2 separate regions of the Ovis aries genome follow, and region 1 is linked to region 2. The links are chromatin contacts, called in public Hi-C maps. All regions are on one chromosome and are shown on one strand. Each heading gives the region's core, a stretch centred on a gene start, on an enhancer-like site or on the middle of the called end of the contact. The rest is flanking DNA. Distances are from core to core; before and after follow the strand shown.

The links. Hi-C and Micro-C count contacts between places; a contact is called where the count stands out from the background.
Region 1: a contact with region 2 is called in a Hi-C map of tail adipose tissue, with 2.2 times the contacts expected there. The contact joins the enhancer-like site here to the promoter of F3 in region 2. A contact is called at or near these places in 4 of 16 Hi-C or Micro-C datasets (liver, mixed tissues, skin fibroblasts and 1 more).

What each region holds. Positions count from the first base shown.
Region 1 is chr1:71,730,981-71,738,113 of ARS-UI_Ramb_v3.0, forward strand. All of the region lies in intron 1 of LOC132658019 (a long non-coding RNA gene), which reads right to left. All of the region lies in intron 2 of LOC132658017 (a long non-coding RNA gene), which reads right to left. Among named protein-coding and RNA genes, the nearest start is that of F3, 89 kb to the left of the region's middle. Within about 2 kb of position 4,306, at least 15 of the 54 cell types and tissues checked have an H3K27ac peak or open chromatin away from gene starts, as enhancers often do. A contact at or near this core is called in tail adipose tissue, where this site is marked.
Region 2 is chr1:71,642,306-71,648,979 of ARS-UI_Ramb_v3.0, forward strand. F3 (coagulation factor III, tissue factor) reads right to left here and starts at 3,625. Exons shown (of 6, transcript XM_027972225.3): 1 at 3,389-3,625; 2 at 2,229-2,340. The coding sequence starts at 3,488.

The sequences.
Region 1 (7,133 bases), core at 3,056-5,555, 89 kb after region 2:
TTCTGTGGCAGCTTTTTCAGCAGCCGGCGGTGTAGGATAGTGGAAGAAGCACAGGTACAGGTTTGGATCTGCCCCCGGGGGCAGGCGCATTGGTTCTGCAGTGTCTCCCTGACATAAAGCCTTCACCTATAAAGAGAGATCGCTGTTTCCAGATGATCACAATAACACCATGGACATGACTTCCCACTGTGTCACGTCAGCATCATCACTCTGAGTCGCCAGTCTTTAACTCCTAGTCTGGCCTCCCTCATCTAAAAAGGGCTTGCGTCCACTCACTCATTCAACAGTTATTAATTGAATGTATATGTGACTTCCTTTGCAGATAACACACAGAATTGCAAGGTGACTAACAGGCATCTCAAATTTACCATCATCTTATAGTCATCGTCACTGTGGACCTCTTCATTTCTCCCCCACACTGGCCCTCTTCCAGTCTGCCCCTGTCTTGTAACCAGCACCAGCAGCCATTCCATTACTTAAGCCAAAACCTAGAAGTCATCTTAGACTTCCCTCTTCGTTCATTCAGTCCATCAGCAAGGTCTTCAAAGATCACCTGAGGCCCTCCCTCACGTGACCATTTCTGCTCTCATCACTTATGACATTCCTCATGCCTGTTTCCCTGTTCGTTCACAGGCCGTGCCACACTCAGCCGTCAGGATAAACTGAAGCCCACCACCACTCCCCTGCTGGGAAATGAAACCAAGTGTTCTTGCCAAGTTAGCAAGGCTCAATCTGGACCACACCGCCCCTTGCCCACCTCTCTAACATTGTCCCCACACAGCTCCCCTTTCCCTGTGTCCCTGGCACACCAGCTGTCTACTCTGTCGTCCCGACACAGCCAAGCACGTTCCCATCTCAGACCTCCACACTGGCTGCGCCCTCGGCCTGGAACGCTCCCTCCTTCCCTGAATACCATATGCCTCCTTCTCATCACCTTGGTTTCAGCTCAAATGGTATGTCTTCAGAGAAACCACAGCTCCTCTCTTCCTTTATCTGTTCTAGTTTCTTCTCAGCATCTGTAGCCATTTGAATTTGCGTTTCTTGGGTATTTATTTACATGTCAGGTAGTGTCACTGTCCTCAAGTGTAATAGAAGCTTCTTGGGGGCGGAGGCTGGCTGGTTATCCCCAGCTCCAAGAGCCCACACGTAACAGGCTCTCAGTAAAGATTTCTTTTTTTTTTTTTTAATTGTTAAATTTAATGAGTAAAGATTTCTTAAATGACATGATGTCATTGACATGAAGTCACTGCTGTAGCACTGGTTTCAACTATATTTGACTTGTTCTTGGTGTTGTTTAGTTGCTAAGTTGTGTCCGACTCTCTGTGACCCCATGGACTGTAGCCCACCAGGATCCTCTGTCCATGGGACTTTCTAGGTGAGAATAATGGAGTGGGTTGCCATACCCTCCTCCAGGGGATCTTCCTGATCCCAGGGATCGAACCTGAGACTCTTATGTCTCCTGCATTGGCAGATGGCTTCTTTACCACTAGCACTATCCAGCAAGCCCCAACCTTACTTGGTGTCTAACCAGCCCCTCACACCTGGTGTGTCCAAATCTACTGTCCCATATTGTACTTCAGTAGAATATAGCATGTTGTACTTTTGAAAAGCTCCAGCCTGCCAAAACCCTCATAGTCAACCTTCACTCTTCTCTTTCTTTCATACCAATATTACATCTGTCAACAAGTCCTGTTAGCACTACCTACAAAATATATTCAGAACAAGATCCTTGCTCACCCGCTCCTACTACCAAGCTGCCTCATGGCACCATCACCTCCTTGCAATTCTCTCCTAATTGCTCTCTGGCTTCTACTTTTGACTCCTTTGTCTGATCTCAACTTATTAGAGTGATTTTTTTTAAACTTTCACCTCCCCCAAGTCAGAACCCTCGGATGGCCTCTCATCTGATATAGCACATTGTCTGAGTACATCACAGCCTTCCGAACCCTACGCAGTCTGGCTTCCAGACCTGTCTGACCACATCACTACCCTACTCACTCCGCTCCACCAGCAGAGCCACGCCAGCCTCCTTGCTGTCCTTCTCCGTTTCCTTCTTCAGGGGATCTTCCCGACGCAGGGACTGAACTCACATCTCCCATGTCTCCTGAGTTGCAGGCAGGGTCTTTACCACTGGGCCACTGGGGAAGCCAGGGATTAGCCATAAACCAGTTAAACGGGGGCAGTTTTCACAACTAACCACTGCAGCAAGTCTTTCCACTATGAAATTTGATTCTATAAACTTCCCATAGGGTGAAAATATTCACTCCACTGGGCACCCCAGCCAGCTCGGCCACCCAAAGGCTCTTCACTTACACACGGCAGGAGAACCCATGTTTCCATGTTCAAGTGTAAGGCATTTCTTGAAATTTTGTGGTGAGTTGGGGATTTTTATGAGTTAATTTTCACACACTCTCAGTACACATTTTTTCTTTCATTTGTTGGAAGATATGAAGAAACTGCATGATAATTAATCTGAAAAATATGTAGCTGTGATGACTAAGCAAACACCTCAGCTTTCATGATTGTGTCTGGCTGAAGTTCCCAGGAATGCTTTCCCCACCTCCCCCCCCCACCCCCCCGGGCAAACCCTCCCAGAAAGCCTACCGCATGCTAGCATCATGAGGACAAATGTCAAGAAGACATGACCCTTGACCTCAAGGGGTTCCCAGTCTGGTGGGGAAGATAAAGCTTTCTCACCTGCACAGTCATCCAGCCCTGCAAGGCAGTGAGTGCAGCGTCTGCTGTTGAGAACTTACTACACGTGATCCTTGTGGACAAGAGTGACCCAGGGTCTCTGAGAGAGATGGGCTCTGAGCTGGTCTTGAAAAACAGCAGGATGTGGAAAATCAAAGTTTCACAGAGCAGAGTTGCTCATCAACCTCTTACCTCTAGCTATGACCTCTGTTAATAAGTAAGAAATTAAATTCGAACACATTTTGACCACTGTATTTCTAAGTCTCTTTGTTACAGCAGCTTAGCCAATAGCCTAACTGATACATCTGTGAAGCACTTTTGGAGTTTACCTTCTCCTAACACGTTCAGCCCAATATGACTCCATTAGCGAGACTGAAGGAAGGGAGCCAATAACTCCTTGGCTCCCTTGTGATGAGCCAAGTATTATTCTAAAAAAAGAAAGACAGAAATCCATCAACTCTAACCTCCCACTGACTTGGCCAGGTAGGAGCTTTCACTTTCTTCTAGTGATAAAGAAGCTGAGTACAAAGGTTTCCCAAGGTCACACGCAGCTAGAAAGCTTCAAAGACCAGGAACGCAGATAGCTCTGATGCTCCCGGGAACCCATGCATAATCGATTGTAGAGGTTCAGAGGACTACATCGGGTGTGCCCTGTGACTCTTCTATTGGGAGGGCAACATACAGAATCACCGATGCTCTCCTGAATCCAAATGGGCCCAGTTGACCTGGGGAGTGGAGCAGTCTTTTAGAACTAGAAAAGAACTTGGAAGTTTTCCAGTTTAACCACCTCACTTTACAGATGAGGAGACTGAAGGTTGGAGAGGTCAAGTGGTTTCTCCGAAGTTCCATGTGCCTACATAGTTCATGTCCCCGTTCAGCACAGCAAACCATGAACCTACATCCTGGGCCTCATGGGCAAAAGGCTAAAAATGAGGGCATGTGTCTTCTTGAAGGTGACTTCCCTAGTGGCTCAGATGGTAAAGCGTCTGCCTACAATGCAGGAGACCCGGGTTCGATCCCTGGGTCGGGAAGATCCCCTGGAGAAGGGAATGGCAACCCGCTCCAGTACTCTTGCCTGGAAAATCCCATGGATGGAGGAGCCTGGTACACTCTATGGGATCATGGACCTTCTTTGAGTCTCTCTGAGGTCAAGAAGCAGACAATGATGGAAGGTGTTCTGTGTGGATGGGTGAGATGGACATGGGCAAAAAAGTGCCTCAGTTACTGTGGTCCAGAGCTGATGCTTGACCAAATTCTAAAGAAAGTCAAACTTGTCCTTGTCCCTAAGTTTCCCTTTCTGGGTCCCTTGCTCTTCTTCAGATTCTGACAGGTGATAGCCTGGTAGGAATGTAAGCCGTGTTCTGGGGTATGTATGTTCACATGGGCTCTCTCTCCAACCATCAGTGATGAACTGTGTTTTCCTCAAAGAGACTTCAGGCCCAGCCAGCAAGTAGGGGCAAAGGTGGGAGGAGAGGAGGCGGGAAACCTGATATGCATAAGAGTGTGGCCATCTCTGCAAGCAGCCTTGGGCCCTGTGGATGGAGTGTGTCCAAGCTGGTCTGTGTGCTGGGGCTCAGCACCGCTTCTCAGAAGACGTGTTTCAGTGATGAAAAAAGAGCTCTCATGCCTGTTTAGGAAGCTCGCTGCGTTCCCGAAAGGCTCCTGACTAGAGCAGGCTGAGTCAGGAGCGGGCGTGTTTGTTAGATAAACCTCGAGAGTTATTGATTTCTCAAGACTTTGTAAACTGATTCTGTGTGGGAGTATTTCCCTTTCCTTATATGGATCATTAGGGAAGGTTGGCCACAGACCAGGAATTCAATTTCTAACCAGACAAATTTCCACCCCCCCCCCCCCCCCCCCACACACACACACACACACACACACACGACTCCACTCATTTTAGTACAGGCAACTTCCAATAAATAAAAGTCTTTCTTTTTTTCTCACCTTTAAGACTGACTAGTTAGCGGAACCTAGCTGAGGGTCTACAGGGGTCTTTTAAGGGTCCCTTTCTGGCTGCTGTAATCCACGGTACAGGATAACTTTAAAAGGTGTTCTCAAAACAAGGTATCCTTAAAAAGCACCATAGGACAGACTTTTAACATTGCTTTTATTTTTATGTTTGGTTATTTTTGGTCTCCGCTGCTGCTCAGGCTTTTCTCTACTTGTGGTGAGCAGGGGCTTACTCTTCGTTGCTTTGTGAGGGCTCCTCATTGCGGTGGCTTCTCTTGTTACACAGCACAGGCTCTAGGCTCACTGGGTTCAGTAGTTGTGGCACACAGGCTTAGCTGCTACAAAGCATGTGGGATCTTCCCAGACCAGGGATCCATCGCATGTCTCCTGCATTGGCAGGCAGATTCTTTACCACTGAGCCACCAGGGAAGCCCCAGGAAAGCCTTTAAACCTAAATGCTCTCATTTGCTATTATCACGACCCCTGGGATGAAGATTGTGGGTCATATTATCATTTCCATTTGTTTGATGTGGAAGCTGAAGCCCAGAGTGATAAAGAACTCGCCCAAATTCACACAGCAAGAAATAAACCATTCTCTTCCAGTACCTTTTCCTACTTTTCCACAGCATCTGCTTTCTTGGGGGATAAGTCTGAAATGCCACAGGTCAAAAGAGAGAAAGGAGAAACCACCAAGACCGCATAGATAGTGCCTTCGTTTGTTCATTCATTTAAAAACTTTTACTGAGCACCAGCCATGTGTCAGGCACCATTCTCGGTGCTGGGGAGGCAGCCATGAGTAAAGCAGACAAGAATCACACAGTTTTTCTGGCCTTATTCTTTGACTCATGTCCCTTGCTGGGTAACAACACCTGGCATTTACTTAGAGCTTAACAATTTACAATGTGCTTTCCCGTATCAGCTCCTAAAACCTTCACGGCCATCCTCAGGCTGGGTGTGTTGCCTGCAGCATAGGCAGGTCCAGGATTGCACCCACCTCTTTTGATGGCCATGCCAGCCCTGCCCTTGCAGTCCATTTGCACTTTCTTCTTAAACAGCTAGCCAAGGGTCACAGCTGCTGGAGGGGGTGCTGAGGAGCCTCAGAGCTGCTGCACCCCCTCCCCTCCCTGCACCAGTTAGTGGGTTTCCCCAGTGAAACAATGGTGGGAAAGAGAGTCCCCCCAGCAATTTGTCAGTTCACAGCTTGCGAAGCCACAGATCTGACCACAGGTGGAGAAAGGATACAGCAGTTCATGCCCTTGTGACCTGTATGGCAGGTGGGGAAAGACTTGGAAGGGGTGCACTGGGAAGAGCGGCCACAAGAGACAGAGATGGGGGCTTTGCAGGAATCGGCTGGGGCACGTGTACATCCGTGGTTCACACGCATTTGCCCTGAAAGCAGCGCTGGGCCTCCTGATAGCAGCGCGCATTCAGGAAGGCAGTGTCCTTCTGGAGCCAGGGTGGGCTCAGCCTAAAGGAGGCGGGAAGTGGGACGTGAAGCCACACCTTTTTTTGAGGTACCTCCATACTATTTTCCATAGTGGGCTGCACAGCCTACATTCCCACCAAAAGTGAATGAGGGTTCCCCTTTCTTCACATTCTTGTCCACACTTGTTATTGCTTGACTTTTTGATAATAGACATTCTAACAAGAAAGTGAAAGTGAAGTCGCTCAGTCATGTCCGACTCTTTGCGATACCGTGGACTGTAGCCCACCAGGCTCCTCCATCTATGGGATTCTCTAGGCAAGAATACTGGAGTGGGTTGCCATTTCCTTCTCCAGGGGATCTTCTTGACCGAGGGATCGAACCCAGGTCTCCTGCATTGCAGGCAGACGCTTTAACCTCTGAGCCACCAGGGAAGCCCCCTATTCTAACAAGTGTGAGGTGATATTTCATTGTGGTTTTAAATTGCATTTCCCTGATGATGAACAATATTGAGACTCTTTCCATGTGTCTGTTGGCATCTTCGTGTCTCTTTTGAAAAGATGTCTTTTCAGGTCCTCTGCCCATTTTTCAATTGGATTGTTTGGATTTTGGATGTTGAGTTGCATGAGGGTTTTTTTTTTTTATATTTTGAATATTAGTCCTTTATCAGATATATTATTTGCTCAAATATATTCTCCCATTCAGTAGGCTGCCTATTTTGTTGATAGTTTCCTTTGCTGTGCAAATGCTTTTTAGTTTGATCTAGTCCCATTTGTTTATTTTTGCTTTTAGTTTCCCTTGCTTGATAATACACATCCCAAAAATTATTACCAAGACCGAGGTCAAAGAGCTTACTGCCTATATTCTCTTACAGGAGTTTTGAGAGGGTAACAGGCAGGAAGGCCAGGGGTCTCCAAATGGGGGAAATAGCCTGCAAGTGTCAGACATTTTATCTCTCTTAATCGGCAGGAGGAAACAAACTAGCGATATTTTTTTCCTTCCCTATATGAATTTAGAAGGAGGTTTCTTTTAAAATTCTGTGTTGTCATAATGATACCTGGTT
Region 2 (6,674 bases), core at 2,375-4,874:
GTGAACAAGCACCTGATGATTCTTCTCCACTGCTATGGCAAACAAGTTGTTCAGATAACAGGAGAAACACTTCTGGGTGCTGTGGCTACATTCCATCTGAGAGATAGCATTTGCGGTTCCTTCAGCTCACAGGAGGAACCACAGACCTCTGAAAAAACCTAGCACAGGTAATAATCACCAAAAGTTATAGAGCTTTTAAGTACTGCGAACTGGTTGGGAAGGGGCAATTCTGCAGTCAGTTCCTCTTGACTGCTATTATCAGCATTAACACTATAAACGCCTCCGAGGTTCCTCTGGGTATTGCAAAATCTCCTGATTTGGAAATAATAAAAGTCCCGCCTGAACTTCTAAAAAATCCCAACAGAATTCAGACCCACCAATTAAGGAGCAGGTTATTTTCTACAAGCTCTGGAAGTTCCAATTTAGAATTTATGGAACCAGTATTTCAGGGGATGGTTGGGTGGCAAGGCTTGAGCCAGTAACACTTTGCGACTGAAAACTGCTTCCAAAAGGGAAAAATGCAGTTGGAGCTCCAGGCACAGCTGTGGCGCCTTGTGTCTGGGGACAGGCTGGTGGTGGGGCGGCTGGCTCTGGAGGAGCCGCGGGTCAAGATGCTTTCTCTAGGGAAGAGGACCGGGAGGGAGAAATGTGCACTGAGGGGACCAGGGGGAACGGCTCTCTTTCCTCCTCCGGGCTCTGGAGTCTCACATAAGACTCACGCAGACCCACTGAGAAGGTGGGGGTGCGCCTTGCTTCCTGACCCTGCTGTAAGCACACCAAGGTAAATCCCTTACCTTTCCAAGGCGGTTTCCTCGTCTATAAAATGACTACTATGGTCCCTTTACCTAGGAATCCCATTTACCCGTGGGCTGGTAACGGAAGAGTGCAGGTCTCCGGCAGGGGCTTGGGACCTCTCACAGTTCCTTCAGCACACGAGGATAGATGGCCCGCTGGGCCGGACACAACACAGGGCCCGCGGGCGCCCCCAAGGGGCAGCTCTGCGCTAGGCTGTTTGCACACGGGGGCCATGTCCGCTTAAATAATAGCAGCCTTGCAGTTGAGAACTTAAGACTTGACACGCTTAGGTAACAGTAGCTTTGCAGTCTGACAACTCAGAATTGACAGTCTAAATGTTTAAAAATCTGGTAAATCAGAAATATGTTTTCTCACGTTCACCAAACTTAAGATTCAATATATTTAGGAGGTAAGCATCCTTCCTAAAATCTTTTCGCTACTCAGAAACAAAGTGTCTACTAAGGTAAACTTCAGCCCTGCCTGCATTTGTGGAATTAGTAACTTTCATCAAGTGGAATCTGATTTGACAAGTTTGGCCATAATTGTAATTATTACCTCTACTTTTAAATTCCTCTAAATCTTTCTTTGTATATATACAAGCATGTATGCATGCACACACAAATTTTCTTCCCTGTTGACTCGGCAATAGTTGTCATGAAGTTGATGTTGAAAAAAAAAAAAAAAGAACATCTGCCTAAAAGACCCACTCCATACTTAAGAGCTGCATTTCAAATGCTATAAAAGACTTGGTACAAGTTAAACAAAACAGCAAAAAAACCTTTAATTTTAGTCAGCGACATGTCTGTGCCTTCTACAAGGAGTCTTAGTTTCCATAGCTGCTGTCCTCTACTTAATAAGATCTCTACCAAGCATCCTAGAACCTTTCAGAAACCAAAAACTTGCTAAAACCAAAAACTTGATGGTGTATTCCTTCCCTGCTCAGTGAATCACGGATTTGACCTCCTCCAGGGTCATGTATGCAACGGAATTTTGAATCATGAATCCAAAGAGTAATGAATCAAACACTGCTTAAGGGCAACGTATACGTCCAAACTCCTCCCTACCTCTTCTCTAACATGTTAGATCCAGCTGGCAGTCTAGACAGCACAGAAAAGGCTGTGTGTACTCAGAGAAATGAGTTATCAGTGATCCACGACCACATCTATCAGTGCCACCACGGCTTGCTCAAGAAAGTTCACATCTCCACAGCTTATACTCACAAATTTCCCCAATCATCTCCGGAAACCAAACATTCTATCAGTTTAAGGTCAGTGTTACAGACTCCGGCCAGCACATTACCATGAATGCCCTCTTATTCTCTGTTATCTGTTAAATAATTTCATCCGTCAATCAGCTTTAAAGACATCCGTATTCAGCACAGGAAAGTGGAAACAACAAAAATCTTATTTTTCTTTCTTTGGTACCTAGCTTACCTTATCTGAACAGTGTAGACATAATTGATGGGTTTGGGTTCCCACTCCAAAATGGTCTTGAAATTAGTTGACTTCCAAGTTATATTATATGCTACCACTACATCTGTAGTGCCTTTAAACAACAGAGAAACAGTTTAATGTTTACATGAACTTCTCAGCACACAATTTTATGTTGATGGTATAAAACATTCCCACTCTGTACCATCATCATAAACCTCACATTAATATTTTCCTAACCACAAAAGCTTTAACTGAATTATCATAAGAAAAAAATCGGCAATATTTTCCTAAACCCAGAGGTTCCTCATGGCAAGACGACCTGGTGATCTAAGGAAACACACAATGGTCTTGAAGTCCTTGTATGAAATTATTCGCGGGGAAAGCCCTGTGATAACGACCTGGAAGCACAGCTCAGGAGCCTTCTGGGGCCCAGGGTATCCACGGACCAACTGGAGAAGGGGGAAGGGCAGGATTCCAGGTTTAATTTAGCAAGGAAAGCCGGCTAGGATGGGTTTCTGCAAACTATGTTAAAGGGCAAAGCCCACATATGTCGGAAGAGTTAGGACTGCATCCAATAAAAAACAAATCTTGACTTTTTTCACTTTTATCTAACCCCATGAATAATTTCAGTCACTATTTCAGAAACTTCCACAAACACCCCAGCAGACAATAAGCCTGTACACTGTCGGCTGTATTCGGTTAGGATGCCTTATTGTTAAGGTCTTCTTTGCCAGTTCTCAGAAAGTTAGTCTCTGCCTGCATCTCACACAGAACAGGCTTACAGGGCCTGCTCCATTTTGGAAGGACTGACTAACCCAATCTAAAACACTGACGATCAAGAGAAGACCGAGAGCCGTTTCTCATTAAGGAAAGTCCACATACAATGAAGGATAACATTCAAACATTGCCTGTCGACCCCTGCAGGTGCGGAGCCTTGTCCCATCATTTTCAAGGTGTCGGCTCACTGGGAAACTAAAGCGAGAGCCCCAAAGGCACTTAGGCAACAATGGATGCCCAGGGCAAGCATCTCGAGCAGAAGGGGCGGCGGGTCCCGGGCGAGCCGCACCTCGGGGCGGCAGGGAGAGCCCGCGGTCAGCCAGACCCGTCCTCCCTCCTCCCGGTGGCTCACCCCAGGGCTCTTCGAGGCGGGTGCCACTCACCGGCGACTCCGGCCACCTGGATGAGGACTAAGCCGAATAGAAGAGCCCGAGCGACGGCGGCCTGGGGGCAGGGCACCCGGAGCCCGTTGGGGGTCGCCATGTCCCCGCGCTGACGGCGAGGTCTCAAAGATTCTGCTGAGCCCCGGAGGCTGGAGAAGTGAGGATGCTGCGGAGGCTGGGCTGGAGGCACCTGGGGCTGCAGGATGAACCGGGAGGGACGTGGAGAGCCCAGAGTTTGCGGGAGCCAGTCCCCGCCGCGCTTTAAAGAGCTAGGCGCACGTTTGCGCCTCCGCCCGTGCGGAGTCCGCCCCCGCCTCTCCTCCCGACTCCCCGCCCCCGGCCAGCCTTCGTCGCCTCGGTGGGCGGCCCCCGGCGAGTCCACACCCCGCCCCGCCTCCTCCCAGTAGGAAACTCCGGGACCCTGCAAGGACTGATTCACCCGTGATTCAACCCGCCGCCGAGCGCGAGCGTCCTTCGGCTGCTGGCCGGTCCAGGTGCTGAGGGCAACCAGGGTCCCCAGCCGCTCAGATCCCGTGACGCCCCAGCTTCCTGGCCCCGAGATCACCTATCCAGATGTCCCGCCTGAGTGGGCGGCAGGTCTGTGGGGAAGGAATAGAGGGCGGATGGAAGGAGTTCGGGGAGGAAGAGAGGGATTCCCTCCCTTCCATTTGGCGATGCAATGTCCAGGCCGGCGGGAGCGCAGCACCTACCAAGATTAATAGAAAGTACTGGCCGCGGGCTCCTCTCTGGCCCTAGAGAGCATTTCTGGGGCTCTATGCCCACGTCGGGCGAGCTTAGAATCTGCAGCCAAGTAACAGCATGACGAGGAGCAGAGCCTTCTGCCAGCATCTGCAATTTCGTCGTTCGCACCCAAGGCAATGATACCTGGCCTGCCCACCTCCGGGGGCCCTTAGCCTAGGTGTCTGCTATGAGGTGGTGCCAATGCAAGTGTTGCGACCGGTCCGAAGGTCAGTCAGTCCAGGCACAATGCAGACCAGTTCGTGTTAGTGACCGAGGAAGGACTGTCCTAAATCTGGCAGTTTGCCTCTGGGAGAATTCCGGCGTGACATGTGCCGCCTTGTGGTTCCCGAAAGGATTGTTCTCACGTTGAAGAAGACATTTGTGGGATTGAGTTAGTTCCGCTCAAATTAAAGAAACTATTAAATGAAAAAATTTAACGTAATCAGTCAAGCTTTCTGATTCTTCTGGCTTCCTCTTCTGAGGAAGTTATAAGGAAAGTTATAAGGCAGGAGGTTAACTCTCATTCCGCTGAGTGGCTCTGTACGGGGTCTTGTCAAAGTATTGCCATCTATCATTACTGTTACTCTGTAGTTGCCTGCGAGACAGACTGGAGAGTTTTTAGGAGAATAGAGTCTGTTTTCTCTCCTCTCCCACTTTCCTCCCCGCCAGGGAAATTAGCCCTTCATTTTAGTGCACACTGTATACACATTTTCATATAGCCTGTTGAGACATAGCATTAAACTCACTTTAAAAGACATACAACTTTGCAAAATTTAATTTTCTCGCATCCTTGAACTGAAATAGCAAGTCCAGGTTTAGCAGAGTCCTTCCTTCCTAGAAACTGAAAGCTGCACTTGCTGGTTTCCTCTTTGAGCTCTCTTCCAACTTTAAAACCCACAAAGCTTATATTTGCAAAACCAAGCCGTGCACATCTCCTTTTTGCAGTCTTTGGCCTGAGGCATTTTCCCTAACAGATCTTTGGCCACCTGGGTTGTGATTCTTTGTACTCTGGAGTTGAAAACAGCTGGGAGAAAATGTTGCACTTCAACCTAATGCCTTACAACTGCGGTCCCCAACCTCTGGGTCAAATGCCTGGCGATCTGAGGTGGAGCTGATGTAATAATAATAGAAATAAAATGCACAGTAAATGTAATGTGCTTGAGTCATCCCGAAACCACCCCCTACCCCAATCAGTGGAAAATTGTCCTCCACAAAATCATCCCCTGGTGCCTAAAAGGTTGGGGACCACTGCCATACAAGATGCAAGGAATTGTTGCTCTGTCTGCACTGTAATTGTATTTGGAGTTGTATTTGGATTGTATTTGGAGCCACTGACTCTCCTGAAATAATGAAGGGCTTTAAACAATGTCAAGATCAGCAATTCAATAAGAAAAATTATGTTCAATGTTATATTGTGATACAAAAGTTGCCATAAAGGTTGGTAAATTAGATGAATATATATTTTGCATAATCACTAAAGTTATTAGGCAGGGAAGAGGAATTTGTTGGGTGTTAGCATGGGTTTTTGAGTGAATATAGAATAACATTTTCTAAGATTCAGAAAATGCTAAAATTTTTTTTACCATTTTCAAGAAGAGGAAGAAAACTGGCTATGGTAAATTAACATTGCATAGTAAAGTTTTTTTCCTGGTTGATCAGACTGTGGCCAAATGATTTCCAATGCTGCTCTACACAAAGTACATTCCGAAAATTTCACTGTTGATAATTTTTGCACAGAGACAAATTATTAAAACAATATTTTTATCCCCTTCAATAAAGTGGAGCTCAGCAGTTACCAAAGTTTCCTCCTATATGATACACCTAGGAAATTCAGAAGTTAGAAAAGTTCCTAAGCTGTAATGATAATCAGGCTGGCCTGACCAATCCACTTATTTGAGATTTGAGAATGTCAGACCTGGCAGGGGACCTCACAGACATGCATTCACAGATGAAGATCCCATGCTCAGCTGTCCTACGTGAACCTGCTTGTGTCATCTCACAATGCGGATCTGCCCTCTGACCCCAGGAGCTTTCTTTCCACAACCACACTTTCTTCTCTCAAAGCGTGGAAGTAAGATTAGGTCGTAAACTAAGGCTCACTTTATTTTATTCATCCATAGGCATCCAATAATGCTCTGCAGTTGGCGTATAAAATATTTGCAGTTTAGAGACCTCATTGTTCTCCAACAGGAATATTCTGATGGTTTCTCCTTCAAACACACTTGTGAGGTCATGTAGAAGAGGTTGCATTGCCTTTGCATAACCAGTGATGAAATGTGGGCAATGAGGAGTGTGAAAGTGGCTGGGGTAATGTTCCAGTGTTTCCTCTGTACTTTTATGGCACTTCCCACTGATTTCACAAACCTAATTTCATCAAATATTTTACTTGATTTCAACTTGTGTTTGTTGTCTGTCTTTCCCATTACAGTTCCTTGGGGGAATAAGGCCTAGGTTTCTTCTTTATATTTCTCATACAATTTTAATCACATGGTAGGCTTTTAATATGTTTTGAATCAATACACACTTTTTGAAACCACGCATGCAG